3 separate regions of the Zea mays genome follow, and all the other regions are linked to region 2. A link is a contact called in public Hi-C data. All regions are on one chromosome and are shown on one strand. Each heading gives the region's core, a stretch centred on a gene start, on an enhancer-like site or on the middle of the called end of the contact. The rest is flanking DNA. Distances are from core to core; before and after follow the strand shown. Region 1 has its middle 78 kb from the start of LOC103636157. Region 2 holds the start of LOC100281053. Region 3 has its middle 39 kb from the start of LOC103636157.

Region 1 (2,700 bases), core at 101-2,600, 120 kb before region 2:
CATTCCGGGCAGCGCGTGGTGTTGCAGCTAAGAATGAGGCGAAATTGTTTTTGGACTGGCATTTAGCAAATCTGGTGTATGCTATTGCTGCCTCCCTTACTGATCTCTCCATGGCCTTACGGGATCTGTATGATCCATACGAAGAGACCACTGCTATATTCCTGGTGGCAGTTCTCATTTTGTTCGTGCATTTACTAATGGAATCCTGATAGTCTATGGGCAGAACGTACCTACCAAGGATACAATATGGAGGTGATGGGTTGAGGGTGCACGCTGATAAGATGGTGTTCCGTGGTGATATGGTCCTATATACAGTTCCTCTTGGTGTGCTTCTTCTTTGGATTACTAGACATTGGGATCCAGGCATTTTATCTGCATTGCTTGTCACTGTTGCTTGAGGACAAGCAACGTTTTGACAGGGCGGTAATGTAACATCCGACCTATGTTAGAGATCGCACAGGCTAATACTAGTGAGTACGTATTTGAATGTGTAATGGTTGTGGGCTGTACTGGGCCGTAGTGGGCTATACTCATAACATTAGTATAAGTATGTTGTAAGACTTGAGGAAGGGATATCGGAGAAATACTAGAAACCAAAACGAATCAACCTTCCGGTTGTTATCGTATTCCGGCGATCACCTGAGATTGCTCATCTACTCACATCGTTGACGCCGCGCCGGCAAAGGGCCGTGACATGGTCGTTAAAAGTTATGTATAGGTTCCGACTTCCGAGAGACAACAACGGCATGTCGAAAGTTAATAACTTTCGACGGGTTTTCTGTGGCTGTCGGAAGTTACGAGGCCGCCAGAAGTTATTAATTTTGGTGTTGTGTTTCGAAACCTCATAAATAGAACATGTCTAGGATCAGCTTTATTTAATAGTATATTTGAACATATGTGTGGCAGTGTGTGCAGCTTTAGTTCCTAGTGTCAAGATCAGCTTTGGGCAGCCCAAAGAATGACAGAAACATTTGAAGAAAATAATTGTCACGTGGAGCGGGCACTAAAAAATCAGAACATAACTCATGAGGCTGCAAGCAAACGATCGAGTTCCAATCAGAATCTATAGAGAAATTAAAGCGTCCCCACTACGTCAATATAATTCTCGATCTGAAGAAAATTTCCAATCAGACAAATAACGCACAGCTGCCGCATGGTGAAGATTGGCTCGCCCGGGTTGCCCAAGTCCCAGACCATCCCCGTCGCCATCCCCCACCGTTAACAAGAGGAAAAGATTCTCCTTTTCGTGGCCGCTTCTCTTCTTGTCCATGTGGTTCATACACCCAAAGAGACAGGCTACCAGTGCTCTTAGCTTTCCGTTGTTGCTTTGTGCGTAGTGTACTACTGCTGTGGGTGTGCTTCCCCGGCCGTCTCGTCGACACAAAAAGGCAGATCATATCGAGTCGCGTGCGAGACATGCATGAGGAGGTGAGCGTGGCCACGCCACCACAAGGAAACAGGAAGATTTTCGTCCGCATTTTTGTTGTGATTTCCGTTAGGTACAGTAACTGTCGCCGCCGCTTTCCTGCGCTTGCTTGCTTGCTTTCGCAGGGTAGTACCAGCTGCGTGCATACTCACGGTTCGCAACTGACGACCACACAGTCTAGTTTACATAAATAATAATAATAATAATAAATTAGCATGATTAGATTAATTATGTATTATATTGTTTACTTCTTTGATGTGGAAATGTTAAATATTTCCCTCTATAAATTTAGTCCAATTTTAAAACCTTTGGTGCATGGCAAACTCAGAAACCAATATTGTCTATCTTGTCTCCCATACCCCACTCCTCATTCCTCCCACTATAGTTGTACATTAGGGCCGTCTATAATAAGCTAACTCGAAGCATGAAAAAAACATGGCTCAGACACAACGTGATCCAAAATATTTTGTTGTCGGTCTGGGCCGAGGTCGTGCCCGACGGGTGGGCATGACTCAGTTAAGTCAGACACGAAACGACATATATAGATGCACGAAAAAACACATATATTGATTAAAACCACATTTCATTCCACACCCCCATGTGCATGGATAAAGAACATGATGCTAGTTAGATGTTTCCTTTGCAGTTTTGAATTAGAGAATGTTGTCGTCCGACTCACCGGCGAGAGACGGCAGGCAACACGAGAAGCCGGGAGGCTTCTAGAGCAGCTGGTGGGTTCCGGTCCCTCGGTCAACGGCCTAGGTTCTGACACACGACCTAGCTTTGAAGTTCACTAGGCGTGCCACGTGACCTATACCTGATCAGGAAGGTGTTGACGTGCTTCGAATTGGTTTCCTGCATAAACAAGCACGTGTAAACGTTAGTCCGAGCCGTGTTCGACTACCCGGGCTGTATCGGCTGTAAAGAGCCGATTGACACTCGCCATCAGATTGGATCTACGTATCAAAGACATGTAGAAACAATAGCATTTGAAACCCTGCTCCGCTCACATCAAGCCAATCCAATCTACTATGGTTAAAGCTTTAATTGCATCATCGGAACATCCTACGTGTAGCCAGGCCTAGCGAGCGTGACATAAAACAGAACGCGAGCAAGAGCAAAGGCCTAAAAACCAGCGAGAGCCAATTCCCGGAATAATCCATGTTCAGGCTAATGCATGGCATCTAGTACATTACCGGAACATCCAACCCGTGTGCAAGGCCTAATTATGCAGATATTAAGTAGATCCTTGGTGGACAAGGACTAATCGTAAC
Region 2 (2,774 bases), core at 86-2,585:
TAAAAATAATCAATATTTATATGACATGATAAATACATGGAAAGTTCATTTAATGATAAACTAGTTATTCCTTTTTACATAAGATTTTGGTCAGCTAAAGTTGACATAATTTGAACTACTCCCTCAGGTATCAAAATACAAGTCCATTTAGGACAACGACACGGTCTCAAAAATATAGTTTTGGACAATATTTTCTTTTGTCAAATACAAATAAATTATTAATATATTTATACTTTTGCAAAAGTACTTTTAAAGATAAATCTATAGATATGGCTATTAGATTTTAAAACTAAATAACGAAACTGTTATTAGTAGTCAAAGTTTTATACGTTTGACTCAAATCTTGTCCAAAACGACTTGTTTTTTTGACGGGAGGGAGTAGAAGAAATTAAAGCTATAATACCAGTCTTTGCGGGATGTGTCCATCGTAAAAAAAAGGGCGTTGTTTGTTCTACGAATGACGAATATCCATAATTATTTGTCTATTTCCACAGCAAAAACGTTATTCTCTATTTAGGCCAGGCGGGGGAGTAAAACTAACTTAAATACATTTTAGGTATGGTGTATCGCAAGTGCCTGCATTTTTTTTTGTTCGCAAGGAAAGGCTTAGCATTTCTCTTCATGGATTTCTTAGAAAAAAAACAGTAAGATTTCAAATTATAAGTCACGGTGTTAAGTAAAACCTCTAGCATTAACTAAGCTTATTTATAGATATATATTGACACTACTACGATACCATACCAAGTAAGTGTAGTTTAAAGGCACATGGCAAGGTGGTTTGAACGAAAATAGTTTGTTATCGTAGATATTGGTTCTAACGTTCTATCGTCCTGGTACAAGTTAGAGAAGGTCGTCAAAAAAAGTTAGAGATGTTTAAAAACAAAACCAAAATAAGGACCGGTTTTGGTACAAGCAATTTACACGGCTGTAATATTTAAACAACAAAACTATAAACTAGACATAAAGCATGCCATAGAATTATGGTTTTTAAACAAAACCAAAATGACACGGGCAGCAGCTGCAAAAAGTACGGTGCCCGCTGTTCGCGTCCCCGCAGGCTCCTCCGCTCGCACAGGATCAGAACCGGCCGCCTGGCCCTCCCCCATCATGGGTCTCCAACCGCAACCGCACGTCCGCCTCCGCAGCAGCTGTCGTCACGGAGCCGGCGTCCCCAGAGCCGCGGCTGACGCCCCTCCACGCCAACGCCACCCGAGAGAGACTCGCGTGCAGGTCCGCGCGAACCGGTCGAAAGGCATCGCGGCGCTGCAGTGACGTCACCCGCCCACCTCACCGCCCCTGTATATATGTATCCCCCGCGTCCAGCGCCCCAACCCAACCATCACCCGCCCACACGGAGCACGCTCCACGCCCCGCGCGGAAAAGACGGAGAGAGAACAAAAAAGTTAGGGGGGGGAAGAGGAGACTCGGCGGCCCGAACGACAAGCGCTGACGCACGTACGTCGGCAAGTAATGTACCAGGCCATCCCCTACAGCAGCGCCCGGCCGTGGCTGATGCCGGCGGGCGAGGCGGCCGCCGTCGTCGCCGTGAAGCCGGAGCCTGAGCCGGCGGCGGCGGCGACCGTCGCGGAGGAGCGCGCCCGGGCCGACGCCGCGGGCGGGACGGACGACGACGGCGACGGCGGCAGGGCGGAGGTCGGGAGGGCCGTGGCGGAGAGCCCGGTGCTGGTGGTGGGGCGGCGCGGGTGCTGCCTGAGCCACGTGGTGAAGCGGCTGCTGCAGGGGCTCGGGGTGAACCCGGCCGTGCACGAGGTCGCGGACGAGGCCGCGCTCGCCGGGGTCGTCCCGGCCGGCGCGGAGGCCGCCGCCGCCGCGCTGCCCGCGGTGTTCGTGGGCGGGAAGCTCCTCGGCGGGCTCGACCGGCTCATGGCCGTCCACATCTCCGGCGAGCTCGTGCCCATCCTCAAGAAGGCCGGTGCCCTCTGGCTCTAATTTTAAATCTGTCAGGCAGGCGTATCTCTTCCTTCTTCGTTTTCCCTTTTCTCCCCCTTCCGGAAAACGATTGGCGTCGTGGTTTGGCCGTTGGACCGAGTTAAGATTACATCACGCCGCCACCGCCGCTGATGGATGCGTTGGAATAGGGCTTTGATCTCTCTCTCTCTGTTTTTTTTTTCATTTGCTTTATTAGGGGAAACAGAAGAAGAAGAAAAAAAAGGAATGATGAGAATTCTAATCACATAATTTAGTCTAGCTTTATCTGGTGGGTAGCGTGTGGTGATGACTGCTCGCTTCGCGTCGCGCTTCGTCCATCATGTACAGTCGTTTCCGTTTCAGATTCTAGTGAGGAATGAGCTGTCCAGTTTCCCATTCTCCCGTGGCCTGGACCATTTGCGTACATCACCTGATATGTATGTATACTACTGCTGCGTTCATTGCCGCCCGTATATATACGGCATTTGTCCTGTACTACTCGACTGGCTCGATCCACCGCCGGTTGCTGATGAGGTGGTATGGTACAGGTGTACTACGTCACTGGCTTTTGATGCGATCAGATGGCACGTCAAGGCTGCACCTACCTTTGCTCCTCGAGCTTTTTGCTCCCCCATTCTGATGAGTAAAATTCAAAGCCTGGTTACTTTACTGGTGCCAGAAATGGAAAACGATGCAATTAAAAGAAGAAACATATCTTGTGCACCAATTATATTTAGGTACAACCGTACAAGCAATCAATCTTGTGCATGTAATCGAAATCTAATGGAAACTGCTATTTTATATTTAACCACAATTTAAAACCTACTAGTATTTTATATTTATCA
Region 3 (2,881 bases), core at 34-2,533, 77 kb before region 2:
TCTACTATGCACAGTATGTGAACTTGTAATAAGTGGTAACTGGTGCTTTGTTACGAATGTTATGTGATCTGCGGTGTGTTATGTCATGTTTCTGTGCCTACAAATTGTTTGTGTACTTTGGTGCACACTTCATGTCTTCCTTATTTTCGGTTAGACCGAGAAATCTAGAATGTGTTATGTGATCTTGCTTTGTCGTTCAAACTTGTGTGTACTTTGGTGAACAGCCTTGTTGTCTTACTGTCATCCTTATTTTCGGTTAGATGGAGAAATGTGGAAAACTCATAGCAAAGTGGGACACGAGGGTAGCTAAGATTTACAATGAAATATGTGTAGAAGAGGTCAATGCAAGCAACATGCCACAACATTATTTGAATGCAGAAGGGTATGCCAACATGATAAGAATGTTTAAGGAAAGGACTGGACGCACGTACACGAGGGAATGTTATAGAGCGATCATTTGGGATGCCCAAGATAAAGTGGTGAATCCTTCTTAGTCTGCCTTCATTTTCGTTGAGGAAGCAATCGAAGATAATTATAGCATGCATGGTGTTGCATAACTTTATTCGGGACAGTGCAATATATGATCGCAACTTCGACCAGTTTGTACCCAACACTAGGCATGTTAATGATGTAGGTGTAGGTGAGAGTAGTAGCAGCCCGTCAGATGAGTTAGACATGAGTTCATTTAAAAATTTAATGTAAACGAGAATGTTGTAATGAAAAAAGCATGTGCTAATTTTCAATTAGGTGCTGATTAGTAAGCATGTTTGCCTTTTTTTAAAAAAAAAATCAGCCTGAATCTAAGATTTCAGAATCTGGCTATCCAAACACTCAGATTCTAATCACCAGCTTCTCTCCACAGCAGCCGAGCCAAACACCCAGATTCTTACCAGCCAGCTTTTTAGAAAAGCTCGTTAGAAAAAAAAATCGAACCAAACAGGCACTATAGGCCGATTTGGTTTTTAGAGCAACTTCAAGAGTTTCTTTAAAATTCTTCCCCAAAGTTGCATATTGGGGGTTGTGCTAAAAAATTCTTTCCCCAAAATCACATCATCATGCAGCAGATTACCAATAATAAACTCCCCAATAATTCAAAAATGACCACGTTGGCACATGGTCTTGTGTTGGGCCGGTTTCCCCTCGCAATTTGTTCTGCATCGGCATGAGCGAGTGCATATGAGTAATCCAAACATTCCAATTAAATGGCCCACCCTAGAGCCGTAGAGAGCTACTACAGCACCTGTCAATCATTGCTCAAGATGCTCGTGGGCCTGGCGCAACAACATGATGATCGTGGGCGGCGCGTGACCAATCCTTGCTCAGATGGTCGTGGGTCTGACGCAGCTACATGCCTGTATATCTCCCAGCTCCTTCCCGGTCTTGATCTGGAATTCTGGATGGAGTCCTACAGCGAAGGCTAGAGCACCTGCGTGAGCGACGCCTTGGCTATACATGTCCAACTAGTCGTACCGGACCAGACCGGTCCGAGCACGCAATGGCCCGACCCGATTATGGCGTGCCCAGACACGACACGGTTAGACCATCGTGCCAGGCCGGGCTGGCCCGTAAGTTGTTAGGATTGTCCAGACCTGGCATGCCAGTTGTTAGATGGGTCAGGCCGGGCTTGAAGCACGGTAGGTCCATCAATATCGGGTACGTGCCAGAAATTTCTCATTTATACATAGAACACAGAAATGTACCATACAAATACACAGAAATGTACCATATAAATACACAGAAACTTTACATTGGAATACACAAAAATACATCTTAAATACATATAGAAATCTCAAAACATCACAGAACTCAGAACATCACAGAACATAAGACAAATAGGTAATATAAAATTTAATCGGAGCCTTAGTGCAATGTTGCCTCATTAAAAACCTTCATAAGTAAAAACTCACACCTCGTGAGAAAACCCTAGGAAGGAAAAGAGTACAGCCAGCTCCTTATAAAATTTATAGTCCAGTTCATAGTCCATGTTCATGTTTATTACAAAACAGCATACATTGATATAAAACCAAAATAAGTTCAAGCTTTTTCCTTCCTTCTTCCCTCTTGCTCATCTTTGCTTCCTTCTTGATTCTTTCTCTTGCTCCCAGGTGATAATTGTTGCTCATCATCGAGATACATAGCTTCAAAAGTTGCCTCAAGGTCCTTGGTTTCTTTCTCCACAGTATGTTGCTTGTGTTGGTCAGCCAGTTCCGAGTCCTTGATGCATGAGAGCACCTCCACCATGTCCGTTGTCAGCCATCGTCACCGCTCCTCGAACACCCTGCTAGCTAGACTGAAAGTTGATTCTGAAGATATAGTAGAGATATGGACAGTCATAATATCTCTAGCAAGTATAGAAAGAATTGGATAAGTCTGATTATGGCGTTGCCACCAGCTAAGTATGTTAAAATCTGGACCAAACTTAGTTTCAGTATCACTATCTAGGTAAGAAGTGAGCTCAGATATAGAAGATGAACTACCAGGTGTACCTGCACCAGGTATATTACCAGTACAAACTCCACCGAATTTGGTTTCATAAATCTGAAACATCTTAGTTAGTTTGGTACGAACAGATGATGGGGATCTACTATAATCTATACCATTTAGAGTAGATAACCTCTGAAGAACTTTATGAAACCCTCTCATCTGAGATCTAGGATCAAGAATGAAAGCAAATGCATAGAGAATGGGCATTTCTCTCCGATATTTCAGAAACTTTGATTTCATAGGAACAATTGTATCTCTTAACAATTCATGGTTCTCATATGCATCAAGATGCCTAGCAATTTTCAGAATATGATGCAACATCAAGGGTGAAGTAGGGCAATAAACACCAGACAATGCCACAATTGGACCATCCGGCATATCTTACCTGACCGTCCGA

What was found. A called contact is a pair of places that touch in the nucleus more often than the background predicts.
Region 1: a Hi-C map of endosperm shows a contact between it and region 2, with 2.2 times the contacts expected there. The contact joins the enhancer-like site here to the promoter of LOC100281053 in region 2. A contact is called at or near these places in 3 of 25 Hi-C or Micro-C datasets (endosperm, leaf and tassel).
Region 3: a contact with region 2 is called in a Hi-C map of seedling, with 4 times the contacts expected there. The contact joins the enhancer-like site here to the promoter of LOC100281053 in region 2. A contact is called at or near these places in 6 of 25 Hi-C or Micro-C datasets (ear, leaf, root tip and 2 more).

The regions. Positions count from the first base shown.
Region 1 is chr8:153,626,316-153,629,015 of Zm-B73-REFERENCE-NAM-5.0, reverse strand. No RefSeq gene overlaps it. Among protein-coding and RNA genes, the nearest start is that of LOC103636157, 78 kb to the right of the region's middle. Within about 2 kb of position 1,350, at least 17 of the 20 cell types and tissues checked have an H3K27ac peak or open chromatin away from gene starts, as enhancers often do. A contact at or near this core is called in endosperm, leaf and tassel, where this site is marked.
Region 2 is chr8:153,510,487-153,513,260 of Zm-B73-REFERENCE-NAM-5.0, reverse strand. It overlaps LOC100281053, which reads left to right and starts at 1,335. Exons shown (of 1, transcript NM_001153972.2): 1 at 1,335-2,351. The coding sequence starts at 1,471. The coding sequence ends at 1,950.
Region 3 is chr8:153,587,328-153,590,208 of Zm-B73-REFERENCE-NAM-5.0, reverse strand. No RefSeq gene overlaps it. Among protein-coding and RNA genes, the nearest start is that of LOC103636157, 39 kb to the right of the region's middle. Within about 2 kb of position 1,283, at least 17 of the 20 cell types and tissues checked have an H3K27ac peak or open chromatin away from gene starts, as enhancers often do. A contact at or near this core is called in ear, leaf, seedling and 1 more, where this site is marked.